Linked DNA regions of Mus musculus: all the other regions are linked to region 2. The links are chromatin contacts, called in public HiCAR-type and HiChIP or PLAC-seq maps. All regions are on one chromosome and are shown on one strand. Each heading gives the region's core, a stretch centred on a gene start, on an enhancer-like site or on the middle of the called end of the contact. The rest is flanking DNA. Distances are from core to core; before and after follow the strand shown.

The links. HiCAR-type assays count read pairs that join an accessible place to other places. HiChIP or PLAC-seq counts read pairs in DNA pulled down with a chosen protein or histone mark.
Region 1: a contact with region 2 is called in a HiCAR-type map of astrocytes, with 2.1 times the contacts expected there. The contact joins two enhancer-like sites. A contact is called at or near these places in 4 of 115 datasets of contacts at active chromatin or transcription factors (astrocytes, embryonic hindbrain, forebrain and 1 more).
Region 3: an H3K4me3 HiChIP or PLAC-seq map of forebrain shows a contact between it and region 2, with 4 times the contacts expected there. The contact joins two enhancer-like sites. A contact is called at or near these places in 5 of 39 promoter capture datasets (cranial neural crest, frontonasal cranial neural crest, hippocampal neurons and 2 more), 4 of 484 Hi-C or Micro-C datasets (cerebral cortex, cortical neurons, myocytes and 1 more) and 7 of 115 datasets of contacts at active chromatin or transcription factors (embryonic basal ganglia, embryonic forebrain, embryonic hindbrain and 4 more).
Region 4: a HiCAR-type map of astrocytes shows a contact between it and region 2, with 3 times the contacts expected there. The contact joins two enhancer-like sites. A contact is called at or near these places in 4 of 115 datasets of contacts at active chromatin or transcription factors (astrocytes, embryonic forebrain, embryonic midbrain and 1 more).
Region 5: a contact with region 2 is called in a HiCAR-type map of astrocytes, with 2.7 times the contacts expected there. The contact joins two enhancer-like sites. A contact is called at or near these places in 3 of 39 promoter capture datasets (hematopoietic stem and progenitor cells, neural stem cells and pre-B cells), 1 of 15 datasets of contacts at CTCF or cohesin (stem cell-derived epiblast-like cells), 5 of 484 Hi-C or Micro-C datasets (B cells, the G1E-ER4 cell line, bone marrow-derived macrophages and 2 more) and 15 of 115 datasets of contacts at active chromatin or transcription factors (astrocytes, bone marrow-derived macrophages, craniofacial prominence and 12 more).

Annotation. Positions count from the first base shown.
Region 1 is chr17:9,631,425-9,634,124 of GRCm38.p6, reverse strand. No RefSeq gene overlaps it. Among named protein-coding and RNA genes, the nearest start is that of Pabpc6, 37 kb to the left of the region's middle. Within about 2 kb of position 1,369, at least 29 of the 459 cell types and tissues checked have an H3K27ac peak or open chromatin away from gene starts, as enhancers often do. A contact at or near this core is called in astrocytes, forebrain and stem cell-derived neural progenitor cells, where this site is marked.
Region 2 is chr17:10,334,130-10,336,829 of GRCm38.p6, reverse strand. No RefSeq gene overlaps it. Among named protein-coding and RNA genes, the nearest start is that of 1700110C19Rik, 11 kb to the right of the region's middle. RefSeq lists an enhancer at 1-2,700. Within about 2 kb of position 1,404, at least 204 of the 459 cell types and tissues checked have an H3K27ac peak or open chromatin away from gene starts, as enhancers often do. A contact at or near this core is called in astrocytes, cortical neurons, embryonic basal ganglia and 4 more, where this site is marked.
Region 3 is chr17:11,086,711-11,089,410 of GRCm38.p6, reverse strand. All of the region lies in intron 2 of Prkn (parkin RBR E3 ubiquitin protein ligase), which reads right to left. Among named protein-coding and RNA genes, the nearest start is that of Gm41526, 46 kb to the left of the region's middle. Within about 2 kb of position 1,375, at least 25 of the 459 cell types and tissues checked have an H3K27ac peak or open chromatin away from gene starts, as enhancers often do. A contact at or near this core is called in cortical neurons, embryonic basal ganglia and forebrain, where this site is marked.
Region 4 is chr17:9,578,681-9,581,480 of GRCm38.p6, reverse strand. No RefSeq gene overlaps it. Among named protein-coding and RNA genes, the nearest start is that of Gm51424, 3.7 kb to the right of the region's middle. Within about 2 kb of position 1,265, at least 54 of the 459 cell types and tissues checked have an H3K27ac peak or open chromatin away from gene starts, as enhancers often do. A contact at or near this core is called in astrocytes, where this site is marked.
Region 5 is chr17:9,758,220-9,760,992 of GRCm38.p6, reverse strand. The region is part of intron 3 of 4930452A19Rik (RIKEN cDNA 4930452A19 gene); the gene reads left to right. Among named protein-coding and RNA genes, the nearest start is that of 4930452A19Rik, 16 kb to the left of the region's middle. Within about 2 kb of position 1,387, at least 47 of the 459 cell types and tissues checked have an H3K27ac peak or open chromatin away from gene starts, as enhancers often do. A contact at or near this core is called in astrocytes, forebrain, heart atrium and 1 more, where this site is marked.

The DNA of each region.
Region 1 (2,700 bases), core at 120-2,619, 700 kb after region 2:
CAAATAAATAGTGCATCTGATAACTATTAAAATACCACCCCTGGTAATGGCACTTTAGGGCTCTTTCAACAAAATGAGGGGTTGCTGCTTGCCACCTACACAACAAGCAAGAGTCTGAACATCTATTGATAGGAAGAAGTGACTGAAAGGGGCTGAGGCTGCCAGACAGATGGCTTGTGAGGAAAGCACACCACACATACTTTTGAGTTATGGGAAGAATTTCTGTAGACAGTCATCCTGCTGCTTGGTTCATGATCTTTGTGATAAGACAAACTGTAGGTGTACAGGCTCATGCTAGTCCTGCCATGCTTGAAAGGATGCAAGGATGTCTGAGACTTATTAAGTGAACAGGAGGCAAGCCTTAAAGTGGAGATGGAAACTCCATGGTGACACCCTTAAAGATGGATTTCTTAGACAACCCAGGACCACTTACCCATGGGTGGTACTGTCCCTAGTGGAATGGGCCCTCCATGCCAATCATTAATTTAAAAAAAGAAAGCCCTATAGACTTGTCTATAGGGCAATCTGAAGAACTCATTTTTTTCAACTGAGCTTCCTTTTTTCCAGGTGATCCTTCCTGGCTGTGTCAAGTTGACAAAACAAAACAAAAACAAAACCAAACAACAACAACAACAACAAACCCACCAACTACTCAGCACATCAAATGATGGTGAATTATACTTTTCTTTATAAAGCAAAGCCTCTTCTAAAAACATGTTTTGTTCCAGGCACCATGAAGCTCCTTAAAAACACACATTATCTTGCTTAATGCTTGTAAAGAAAGAGAAAGGTCTACATAGGCAAAGTGTCTTTTTTGGTAGAACTGAATGTACTTTCCCCAGGGTATCATGCCCAGTAAATTGTCAGTATTTTGTCTTTTCATTCTGTTTTTTTGTTTTCTTCTTACATTGCAGCTTTTATTCCAAACCCTTTAGAGACAATGAGTCCATTCGCCACACCATCCCAACGACGCTGACTTTAGAAACCCCGGAAGGCCATCTGAGCTGTCAGTAACTTGTTCCCGTTCTGGGGCGGGACCATTATTGGGCACCACGTTCCTCTATCTTTCCCACACAGCTGCACCCTGCTTTGAAATGCCAGAACTGCCATCATAAACTAATGGGAAAGTCTAAACTGACATCCCTGGCGCCTTCTTAAAAATGCTGCTGCTGCAGTTTGCTTTCTTTGGTGATAGATCTTTAGAAATGCACAAGGAACTCGAAAGTGACCCGAGTTGACAAACCAGCACAATGGAGGGAAGACAATTCTTTTCCACAGGAACATTTGGACTCCTTTCGATGCTCTGCTGCACGAGCCAGGAGCTGCTGAGCGTGTGCTGTGGTTTGAATGTAAAATATCCCCAGTAGCTCGTGGATTTAAACAGTTGGTCCCCTCAATCAGTGGTTCTGTTGTGGGAAATGGAGTCTTCAGGAGGAAGCCAAAGGGAGCACACTTGCGGATTCATAGTCCAGCCTTCCTTCCTTCCTTCCTGTCTGCTGCTTGCTTGCTGAATGCAGATGCAATGGGGGGAGTTGCCCGAGTCCTATTGTCACTTTCTCCTGCAACTGTGGGCTACAGTCCCCCAATCTCTGAACCACAGGCCCAACGAACCATTCCCTTCTTTAAGTTGACTTTGTAAGGTGTTTCGTAACAGCCAAGGAAGAAATTGTTCCAGCTCCCATATGACCTTCCTAAGTTCGAGACAGACCAGGTTAGCATTCTGTCTGTGTACTGACGATGACTGCTCCTGTTTGCTTTGCCTTCCTTGGCAAACAAATGATGAACTGATTTGTTGCTTAGAAGTGACAAATGAACCGGCAGGCTTTTGAAGTGGCAAACTGCCAGGCCCACAGATCTCCATTCAGAAATACAGCAGCAAGATTCAGAGAGACTCAAGCCTCAAATGTAGTAGGCCTTACTGGACTCTAACTGACATTATATGTCATCTATTAAAATACATGGGAGGTAGAGTTGCTCCAGGGAGAACATAGGAGAAGAAGACTCATCCTGAATATTGCTGACTCTGTACATGTAGACTGCACTAGAAAGTGAAACATTAAGTATGGGGACTGAATTATAATATTAATTATTTAAATCCTGGCCCAGGGTTTCCACCCCTCCTTGGTTATTGGATTCCAGGATTAAAAACACACTCACGGCATTTATATTTACAGTAAGCCTTAACCAGCACAGTAACTGGGCAGCTGTCTACCCTCCATTCTGTTGAATCTACTCTCCTATCAGTAACCCTGAATCACTACTTACTACTTACTAGGTTTCATCTGGGCTGCTCTTAACTCCAACAAGTTAGCCCACAGGGCTACATTTTTATGCCTCAGCTAACTCTTGGTAGCTTCTTCTTGCTGCTGCTGCTTCTTCTTCTTTTCTTCTTCTTCTTCTTCTTCTTCTTCTTCTTCTTCTTCTTCTTCTTCTTCTTCTTCTTCTTCTTCTTCTTCTTCCTCTTCCTCTTCCTCCTCCTCCTCCTCTTCCTTCTCCTCCTCCTCCTCCTCCTCTTCCTCTTCCTCCTCCTCCTCTTCCTCCTCCTCCTCTTCCTTCTCCTCCTCCTCCTCTTCCTCTTCCTCTTCCTCCTCCTCCTCCTCTTCCTCCTCCTCCTCCTCCTCCTCCTCCTCCTCCTTTCTCTTCCTCCTCTCCTCCTCCTTCTCCTCCTCCTCTTCCTCCTTCTTCCTGGTTCTCTTCCCC
Region 2 (2,700 bases), core at 155-2,654:
CACACAAAAACTTGGGATGAATTGTATGCGCTCTGCTCACTGGTTCTAAAAGCACACTTCGAGTCAGTGGGGAGCTAGCTCTCTGGAGTCCTTTGCAGATCCTAGCAAGGCCAACTGGAAAGATCACCGGAGTAGAAGCCACAACGATAGACAACCACAAAGTAGTCGTGTTTACAAACTCAGTCCTATCACCTCACAAAATGGCGACAGAATCTGTACATTCTTTTGATCAAAGCTACGCAATGCTCACTGAAAACATTTACTAAATATTCCTACTAACTCGCACTTTTCCACGAAATGCCCTGGTGCAGAAGCACAAGAAATTCAGTCTTTCTCCTGTGCGGAATGTTTAGGAATCACATAGTCAGGTCTGGGTGACAGGGCAGGGTGGGATCCTGGGGACATGTTTTGAATCTTCCAACATGAAGTCTTAGCTCTCTACAACTGACTTACAGGCTGTCACGGAGCTGCGCAGAGCTTCTAGTGTGTTCAAAAGGAAGCTAGGGCTCAGTTTCTGCTTTGCCTCCCTTTGGCAGAGCTAAAGTTTGGGCCATGACCAGGCCTGAGGTAGGATTTCCTAGTTTTTTTTTTTTTTTTAGCATCCTAGGAAGATAGATGAGCGGAGCCAAGGTTACTTGTTTCTTGCATCCGGAACGAGTGTTTTAAAGTAACAAAACCTTAATCTTTTTGGATATTGAGACCTACAAAGGAAAATAATCAGCATTGTATGGATGACTTCAATAGACTAGCTGCCTGCAGACTCCCCCGCCTGGGAGTGACATTGAGGGAGCCCTCAGATCTCGGTGTCTGGAGACGCGAGCCAATGGGGGCTAGGCAGACGATTCTTTCTGGTGCTTGATGTTCCGGACATTCCGACGTCCCCGGTTCATTTCCAATGTATGAATACATCACTCTTTCTATTAAGATACCACGAAGACCACCTGTTACTACAGGTGATTTACATTCCAAGCTAGAATTATAGATTCCTTTATGCAAACATATTTAGGGAGAGTTCACTTTAAGACGGAATTTAGCTCCCTAATGAAAACAGCGCATAAAGGACCCTAACAGCTTCTGCGAGAGGTCCAGACTCTTAACTGGAGAAAGTGGGGCTTAAAAGAAAATGCGGGTAGGTTCTTTGTCTCCTAGGAAACTCATTTCCGACTTGGGAATCGGGCGAGTTACTCCCCTGCCTCACGCACATTCCTACCCGCTCCAGAGCGCTCCAGCGGGCAAAGATGGAACTCTGTTCTTTCTTTTGTGTAGCCCGACCGTTTGTTTCTCTCCTGACAACAGCTTCTCCTCCCTTCATCCTCCCCGCTTTCTTCCGGGCCTGGGAACTGCGAGGCCAGGAGCTGTGTGGCCGTCCCTTTGCCGGGTTTCGGGTCCCTGTGCGCAGGCACGCATTCATTAGCGCCACAAGAGCACCAGAGTCCCGGACACCTCATAAATATTTAGAGGTTCCCACCACCTTCCAGAGAGCCAGGGGGAGAAAGAGAATTTAGTGTGGAGTTGGTCAGGGTAATATGCATGTGAATCAGAAGTGGGGACAAAGGATGAAAGGTGCTGGAAACTCCAACAAACCCGTGATCCCCGGGGGTCATTCTGCCTGTTCCTGCCCACACTATCCCGGGCCGGCCTTCTTCCTGCGCATGAGCGGACTGAGCCTGTTTCCGAAGACTGTTGGCAAAGGATGTGTGCTCTTTGTTCTGTCCCGCTCTTTCTTAACAGACAGGTTTGCTTTGCCCTCTCCACTGCGCTGGCGGCTGCCTTCTCCTTTGCCACCCACAGAAGTGAGGCATGAAGATCTAGGGGTCTACACTAATACGTAAGGCAAGAAAAGGGAACAGAATGTGGCTGTGTCGGGGAAAACGTGCGCAAAATCAGCCTGTGGGTTAGACACAATACATCGACACTCACTATGGAAGGTTGAAAAACTTCCATAAATGTTCTGTGCACAGAACCCAGAATCCCAAGAGAAAGTCTGCACGCAAACAGCTACCTTGACACCCACACACCCTATGAAGCTTTTAAAAACTATTTTTAAACACTCCTCCTGGCTTTTATTTTGGGAGGTCTGGAGTGCACAGAGCAAGGGAGAGAGCAAAGGCTCAGAGCTCAAGAGAGGAAGCTAGAGCAGTCTTCCTTTCTTCCTAAAGCACTGTCTCACAGGAAGGATGACCAATGGCCTTAAAGCCTGGGAGTGAATACAGGGGCAGTAAAGGATGGATTGGCCAGGCTAGTTTTCATCAGAAAGGAAGAGGATGGCAACATGGAACTAAGCAGCTTTGGGACAAAGACTCCTCTGTGGAAAGGGGGTTGCTTTAACCAGGTAGGAATTTTAAGTCAAAGCCTTGTAATACCTAACAGTGGTTGAGATGAAACACATGGATTATAGGTCTTATGAAGCATCCTGCTTAGTTTGGGGTACACACTATACAGCAATGAGAGCCTGAATAGTTAGCAATAGAAAATAACTTACATCCTAGTTCACATTTTGGAAATACCTGGGATTGCAACTATGTTGCTTTGAACGAAAGTGTACAAATATTACTAGTTAAATCTTACTATTAGGAAACATCGGAGGAAATGTGCTAAATTTCATAAAAACTTCCAATTTGCCCCAGTTCACTACTTACTACAAGAAACCTTCAATCAGATAGAAGCTCACTGAAAATTAAAAGGAATCTGGACAAAGCT
Region 3 (2,700 bases), core at 126-2,625, 750 kb before region 2:
CACCATTCTACAGCCCCAGGACAGCGATGCTACTTTCACGGGCTTTTATTCAACGAATGGATTAAACTAAAAATCATAGTACTTCCACTCAGGTTAGTTTCCTAAATATTTGTCTCTATGAATAGATGATGGAGAGTAGCCATTTAATGTATCCTCTGAGTTCACACTTGTTACTTAGTGCCTCCAGCTGCAGAGGCTGCAAGTGGGCGGAGAACCTTGAGTTTAGGCAGTGCTACTGTGCTGCTTTTGAGCCAGTTAAAGTAACACACTCCAAAGTGGGTGTTGGAACCTGTTCAAATGTATTTACCTGTCATGCTACAGATTCACACAACTGTCCTCAGTTGGCTAATTTGAGGTATGTGCAGGCAGCAGTTGAATCTACTGCTGGCAAAGTTTCCATTATTCAGGTACATCTTAAGGGTCAAAAACACAAATAAGAGTAAACTTCTGTTATTTAAAAACTGGTGCTGTCTACTGGCATTTTAAGTAACTATTTTATCTGTCTCTTAGAATTATGTATCATTGTAACATTTATATTCTTGACTAGAATAATTTGATTTTTGGATGATCTGTAGAAATAAAAAATTATAAAAAGTTATAATTGTGTAAAACACTACCACTAAGAGACAACCTAGTGCTTTTAAAGACAGCTTAATTCACAGGCACACACTAATGTAGCACTAAAGCCCCATGTGTGGGAAGCCAAGTACCACAGCGAACATGATGATCCAGTCCCAATGGCTGAACAGCCAGCTTCCCATGGTCAAAAGAGCTGGGATGAGAACTACAGAGGTTCATGCCAGACCATACTAATGATCTCAGCAGTTTTATGATATAAGCATCCGTCAAGAGTGGCTGTTATGCACTCAGTAATTTGAAATTTAATTAAGAGGTGTAAAGACCTAATCTCAAATTTAACTAGCAAAACATACTTTCAGAATGTAGTGTTCTATGTGTTCTGCCTAGTGAGTCCTTCTGATACTTATCAGTACTGCTAATGGGAGTCTATTTGAAATAAAATAAAACACTAAGCCCTCTCATGTGGTGGTACTTTTTATCCTTAAAAACAAACAAGAAAACAACAACAACAAAAACAGTAACAAGTTTATATGAGACATGCCAGCACCTTCTTCCCCCTCCCAAATTATGTCATTTTCGAAGATGTTTTTACCTTCAACATCAGACTTTAAAAGCCCCATCTGGGCTTGTGAATGTATGTGCCAGTGTCTCTTCACAGGCATCTACATGGTTCCATTACCGGAGGGCTGGTGTGGAGAGCTGCTGTCTGTACCCTCGACCCTGTTCCCTGAGTGTTGTAGACTATGTTGCTAAGTGCTTTATGTTCTGTCTCGCAGGCCCAACCGCCCCTCTCCAGAGAAAGCGCTGCCTCACAGGAGAACAGCTGGGGCTGAGAGGAGCCGGTTGCTACTCAGAGGAGCTAGGGAGGTGAATTACTCTGATGGAGCCTCTGCTTTGTGCAGAGAAGAAAATTATGTGCCTGGCGAACACAGGAAGTGACAGCCCGAGATTTGCTTTTTTTCTCTTTTTCATAGGTTTTTGCATTCAAAACAGCAGAGTAAATATATATTCTGCTTGGAGGCATTTTGATAAATTCAATTAAATATGCTGCTGGGCTGTGAGAGTCTGTCTCTCTCTCTCTCTCTCTCTCTCTCTCTCTCTCTCTGTGTGTGTGTGTGTGTGTGTGTGTGTGTATGTGTGTGTATGAGAGAGAGAGATCAACCAGTATTTTTTTTTCAAAATTCTTCTTTTTCAAGATTTTTCCTATAAGTAGGTTAAAAGCTTTAATGAACTATATTCTCAGTTTTACCTAATTTTCTCTCTGGTCTGATTCTTAATAAGTCATTTTGAACAAATTGAGGTCAGTATTTTACACTTATACAAAGCATGTCATTTTTCTAAATGGAAATTTGAGTAAAGGTAGACTGCTTTTTGTTTCTGTACATTCAAGGTTGAGGAGTTTTAAAATCCACTTAATAAGCGAATGACAGAATATTTTTATAAATGAGAAGGTACAGTCTTCGTGAGCCATGTAGTCCAGTTCCGGGTGTGATGCAAAGTGGTCCTAAGTTAAACAGCTGTTTTGAATATGTAGCACTCCTGCTCCATGATCTCAGCAGCTGGAAGAAATTACTGTCCAGAGAGACATGTGCGTAATTTGAATTAAACAGATGCAGGCTGTGAAGGAAATCAAACAGCTCAGGGTAATAGACGCAAACAATATTACCAAAACTCCAAGGAATTTTTATTTGTTTATTCCTAATGATAGCAAATGGTGTCATCCTTGTGGCATGGCATATCTATACCCATGAAAGGTTTTGGCGCTTTACAAAAATCTAAAGTAGGGATGTCAATTCCTGAGGAAAAGTTACACACATATGCATTCATAGTTCTCCATTTGCCAGCACTTTTGATACAATGTATTGATTGGCATAGGAGAGTTTCCTTTACCCCCTCAGTGTCACATGCTTTCTCTTGTGCTCTATCCTGTGCAAAGGATATCAGAGCAATTGAGCTGTACTTGATGTGGGTGGCAAGGACCAAGGAAGATGGTTAAGGTAATATTTGTTTGAGAGTAACTTAAATGTCATTTCCAATTCAATATACGTTTGACCCACTTTAATGAGCAAAAGCCTGCACTTAAAACTGCACACTGTTCATACATGGGTCCAGATGGTGCCC
Region 4 (2,800 bases), core at 16-2,515, 760 kb after region 2:
TGTCTCTACTTGTTAGAGGTACAAAAGTCCTTGTGCCCACAGATCACTAGGGGAACTAGGAATGTTAAACACACAGGACCTTTTCTCAACGGAGGTGATAAAATACCTGTTTTCCTTTCCAAACAGCTGAGAGTGATTTTGCTGATGACCCAGTGACCTTTATGCTACCTGTAGAGGCAGACCTCACCCAAATTTCCCAAAATGATTGTCTTAGACTCTTCCATCCCCAGACCATTACCTATCCCTTCAGCGAGATGACTTATGCATGTTTTTGCCTGGTGACCTCTATGCTGTCTCAGTAGAGACCTCAATAGATACTAGCTCTTTTAGCTATAGAACTCACCTTCATAATCATACGTTCTTTGTAAAGCAGTTGCTATCTAGTCATACCTTAAGTTTTATTGTACAGAGCACAGAGTTCCCAATGAAGGAGCTAGAGAAAGTACCCAAAGGAGCTGAAGGGGTTTGCAGCCCTATAGGAGGAACTACAATATGAACTAACCAGGTACCTCCAGAGCTCCCCCGGGACTAAAACACCAATCAAAGAAAACACATGGTGGAACTCATAGCTCTAGCTGCATATGTAGCAGAGGATGGCCTAGTAGGTCATCAGTGGGAAGAGAGGCCCTTGGTCCTGTGAAGGTTCTATGCCCCTGTGTAGGGTAATGCCAGGGCCAGGAAGTGGTAGTGGGTGGGTTGGGGAGCAGGGGGAGGGGAGAGAGGATAGGGGATTTTCGGAGGGGAAACAAGGAAAGGGGATAACATTTGAAATGTCAATAAAGAAAATATCTAATTTTTTAAAAAAAAAAAGGGAAAATGTTTTATTGTACCCCTAGGACTGGATGGATTGTTGTCTAATTATACTGTACTTTAAATATGTTGGCAATGACGGCCTGGCCTTAGACTCCACAGAAGACTGATCTAGGTTCAGGAGGCCAATCTGCACTGGCTTTCATTCTTTTTTTCTTTGAGGTTTACCACCTACAGCGACCCACAGGGTCTTTCTCACCTACTGCCTAATCCAGGCTCAGTTCCCTTCCCAGTTGTTCCTCTGAGGACAATGACTTCCCTCAGGCCGACTTGGCTCTTTGCAGATCTGAGCACTGAGCATAAATGACCAGAGCACTGTCAGATCTAAAGATTTGTGAACACGCTTGCCAATTCGGACATTTTCTGCCTAGGCTGGCACACTGGTCTTTCTATGCTCTATCCTGTCAGGAGTCAGCTTCCTTGGGGGTTTTCATGCCAAACCGACAGAATGGGAGCTGTCTGCAGGCATCCATTGAAATGTAAATGGACCTACACCACTGTTTTCCAAATTGAGAGGCACCCATACACAAACGTCCAATGCTAATGGGGGCTCTGAATTAGAAAAAATATTCCCAAGTTAAATGAGTTTGGGAAATGCCACACTGCGTTGGGGGAATTATCATGAGCAGCACACTAAATAGTCTGTGAGAGTCTTTACTGAAGAGTTTCATTGTGTTGCATAGCCAGGACTTGCAAATTTATTTGGTCCCAGGCAAGACCTCTTTGCAGATTAGAACTCATTAACATTTTGCTGGACACTTGGATTCTGTTTATCTGGAGTTGAGAGGCCCAGAGACTTAGCTTTCTCATGGGGTCTCTTCCTAATCTTATGCCTCAGTAGGCAATGGAAGACATGGCTTCCTGCTATTGTTTAATTATTTTCTTGTAATTCGGGGTCATTCAATGATATCAGGGGTGTTTGCTAGTGAGACTCGGGCTGTAAATATATCACCAACCCCACTGCAAGCTTCCTGGAAGCCCTAAGCCCTCAGTGGCTTTTTCCAGACTGAGCCTGTCCTGTCTCACCATTTAGCCTGGGTAGATTCCTTAGATCTTACAACCTTCCCTTCTTAGCCCTCTGGATGGCTCCAGAGCTCCGGGCTTTGACAGGTCTGTCTCAGGGGTCCATGTTTATCTGTCTGGACTGCCATAATTTCATGTCTTCACGGAGCTGGTTTGATTCAGTGAACAGACAAAAGTAAAGTGCCCTTCGGCGATTTCTTTTTCTCTTTGCTAAGGTATTGACAGGGCCCCCCAGGCTGTTCATTTCCCTTATCAATATGAGTTCCATGTTAATTCTTCCATTTAATGTTGAATTAAATGAAACCCTGGGAGATCTGATTATGGCTCAAGAATGCCCAGAATGTAGTCAGTAATAGAATTCATCTAATGACCAATATTTAATCTTGTGTCAAGAACTTTGTGACAGGTGAATCAAAACAGAGGACAGTGTTTCTATCCATCTCTGAGCCTATAACAGATGTAAGGGTGTGTGTGTGTGTGTGTGAGTGTGTGTGTGTGTTGGAAAGATTAATTCAGAAGGTTGGCATGTTTGAGGCATTGTACTTTTTGAAACATCATTATACTGAAAGAGCTAAAGAACAGCAGTATGGATTGCTCTAGCAATCTATGCATATGCAAGGATAAACACACACACAGACAGATAGATACACACACACAGACACACACACAGAGATCCACGACATACATGCACACAAGCATACACATACATACACATGAATGCACACACACATGAATGCACACACATACACACACACACACACACACACACACACACATGAAGCTTCATGGCATGGCAGTAAAGGGACACGTTTTCAAAAATATTTTTAAAATGTGTTTTTAATTCTATATATTGTAGTATTCTTTAAAGAGTTATCTATTTTATTTTTAGCACACGTGTGTGTACCTGCAAGCATAATTTCTAGCACAAGCAACAAACATTTTTTAACCACTGAGCTATCTCTCCAGC
Region 5 (2,773 bases), core at 138-2,637, 580 kb after region 2:
AGCAGCTCAGAATATTGTCTTCCCAGCTTCTCCAAGGCCTGAGCTGAGAAACCAGATTTCTTCTGGGTGTACATCACTCTTTCCTCTCCTTTGAAGGACACTGAATTTCCATAAAACCACAAAGGCCAGAAGCACACTCAAGACCAAAATAGCACTGAGGTTAAAAAAAAAAAAAAAGAGTAACCTTGGTTAAACAGTGTCGCTCCACGGCCCATGGCCATTAAGTACTAATGCACTGGAGATGCTATGGTAGAATATATGGGCCCCCTTTTGAATCATAGGACCTTAGGCAATAAGAGCATAAACATTTGTTGGCAAGCAGGGCAATGAAGCAGAATGCAGTTAGTTCAGATGCAGGCATGTTGATTTCCTGTGCTATGCTCAGCTGGACTCTGAGATCGTCAGTACTGTGAACTCAAACCTACATCCCCAGCCAGATTCCTACAGAGGGAGGGGACAGGAGGGACGGATGGCCAGCTTGCTTTGCTCCTGTGTGCTCAGTCTAATCTGTACATATGTGCAGATCCATATTTAGAATTTGTCTAGGCAGAGAGTGGTGAGCCATGGAAGCTTTTGCTTATCACTTGAAGGATGCTGGGGAGTTGTACGCCAAGCTTCTATCAGGAGCCCTATTCTCTTCCTCCTCACAAATCCACAAAGACAGAATCTGCTGATGTGGAAACGAAGGCTGTCTGTCTGTCAAGGACACGGGACATTTGTGTCCTTCGCCTACCAGTTTCTGTCATATTGGCAGGCAGATGTAAGGCTCATGTGGGGCCACGGTGGGTCAATAACGTCAATATGGTTTTGAGTTTACATTCAGCTTTTCTTTGACTAAAGAGAGAGCTTTTATGTATAATTAAGGCTTGGAAAATGGTGTCAGCACTTTTCCTTTGAGAAAAAAAATAAAAAGGGTGAGGGCAGCTGCTAGATGGGCTAAAGTCTGTGGTCTTTCTCTTCAGTATTGTGGCTGGTGGTAACTCCAGGCTGTGATGTTTGCTGCCCTGGAGACATGAAATGTCCTATGGGAATGACTGTAACCAAGAGTCCCTCCCCCATTCTGTGTAGCTGCTGCACCCCCCTCTCAGATGAGTCCAAAATTTTCAGAGACAGCCTAGTTATGGCTAAGGTTTCAAGCCCCAAGTCCTTCACTGCTCTGAACGCCACCCTGATGTGACCTGTCACCTCCATTCCAACACTCTGAGAATAGCCCGCCCTGGTTGCCTCTGTGTCCTTGATGCTCAGCCATGTGTGACTCTGGCTGCCCAGACCTGAGGCTGCGGGTCTCAGGAAGGGCCAGCATCCTCAGTGAGCACCTCTCTCCGTACCACACACATCGGATTGATTCCAGAGAGCCTCAGAGAGGGCTGTGTGCCTTTCAGTGTAACAAAATCACTGTGGTAGTGGTTCCCAAGTTCTTCCTCAGATCTGGTAACCCCCCCCCCCAACCCCAAGAGCCCTCCGATATCATTCCCCTGGCTCCCCCTAGTGGCCCAGGGGTCCCCAACCAGAACGTTTTTTATTACAGGGTTTTTTTTGTTTTTTGTTTTTTTTTGTTTTTTGAGATTATAATATAATTACATCATTTCTCACTTTTCTTGCCAAACCCTCCCACATACCCCTCCTTGGTTTATAAGTTCATCATCTGCCTAAGGAGATTTCTGATGAGCCTGTTTCTATACCACATGTGAGGGCAACTGGATCCACCCTGATTCTAAACCCAGAATGTGGGGTCCTGGGAACTCTGGTGTTTTTATGCTCCCATCTCTGAATGCTAGTCAAAATTTCTGCCAGGGACCTTAGGGGCCACTTACCTTTGAGGTTGGGTTGGGACATCTTGTCTTTTTGTTTGTTTTATTTTGAAGACAACATGAGCCGACTCTGGCCTGGACCTCATCCGGGAATGCAGATGGGGCTCAGCTTTAAATGATTGCCTGCCTTAGTTTCCCCAGTGATCAGTAGCAGCGTGAGCTATGGTGGCAGTCTACTTTAATGAGAAGTCCAAGAGTAGAAGGTGAGGGACCAACTATCTCTGATGCTATGTCTGGCACCAGTCCTAAGCCATCCAGGTTGCTGATTTCTAACAGCTGTGTTAGAAAAGTTCATGGACATCACTAACATTTCTCTCTTGTGTGTTTCAGCCACACAGTTCTCAAATATCCACAGACACCATAGCAGCCCAGGTGAGCCAAACTAAGCAGCCAGCATCACTGCCCTCATGTTGAGCCACAGGGGTTGGGTCCTCAGAGTGCTGCTGCCACTGCTGCGAATTTGTATATATTTTTAAAGAAAAGTAAGCAAGTTAAGTTTATTGCAAAGGAAGGCTATAGCTCTCTGCAGCAGAGGAAAGGGTCAGAAACTGGTTGCTCTGCGGGTAATTTTAATTTTTTTTTCTATTTAGTTGCTTTTTTTCTTACTAAAGAATAAGGGGTTTTCTGTTAGACATAACTTAAAGGATCTTTGTTAGGGAATAGGGTGAGGGTATGGGAAGGGGCAGTTTGGGGTGGGTAAGCATGGGACCTCTTGGTTCAGAGCCTGGCTCCACTGTTTTTACTGGACCATTGAATGAATGGTCCACAGCCAATACCCACCCATCTGTGCCTTCATCTTCGGGACTGGCCTAGGTAAAGCTGTAAGCCTCCCTTACTCCATGTAGACCATTCTTACTGGAAATGAGGCCAGGACACAAGTCTATACCTCTGACCTTTCATTTGGGCACATTAATGCTTCACAATTTTGACAAAGGGAAGTTAACTTGGGTTTGGAAAGTTAG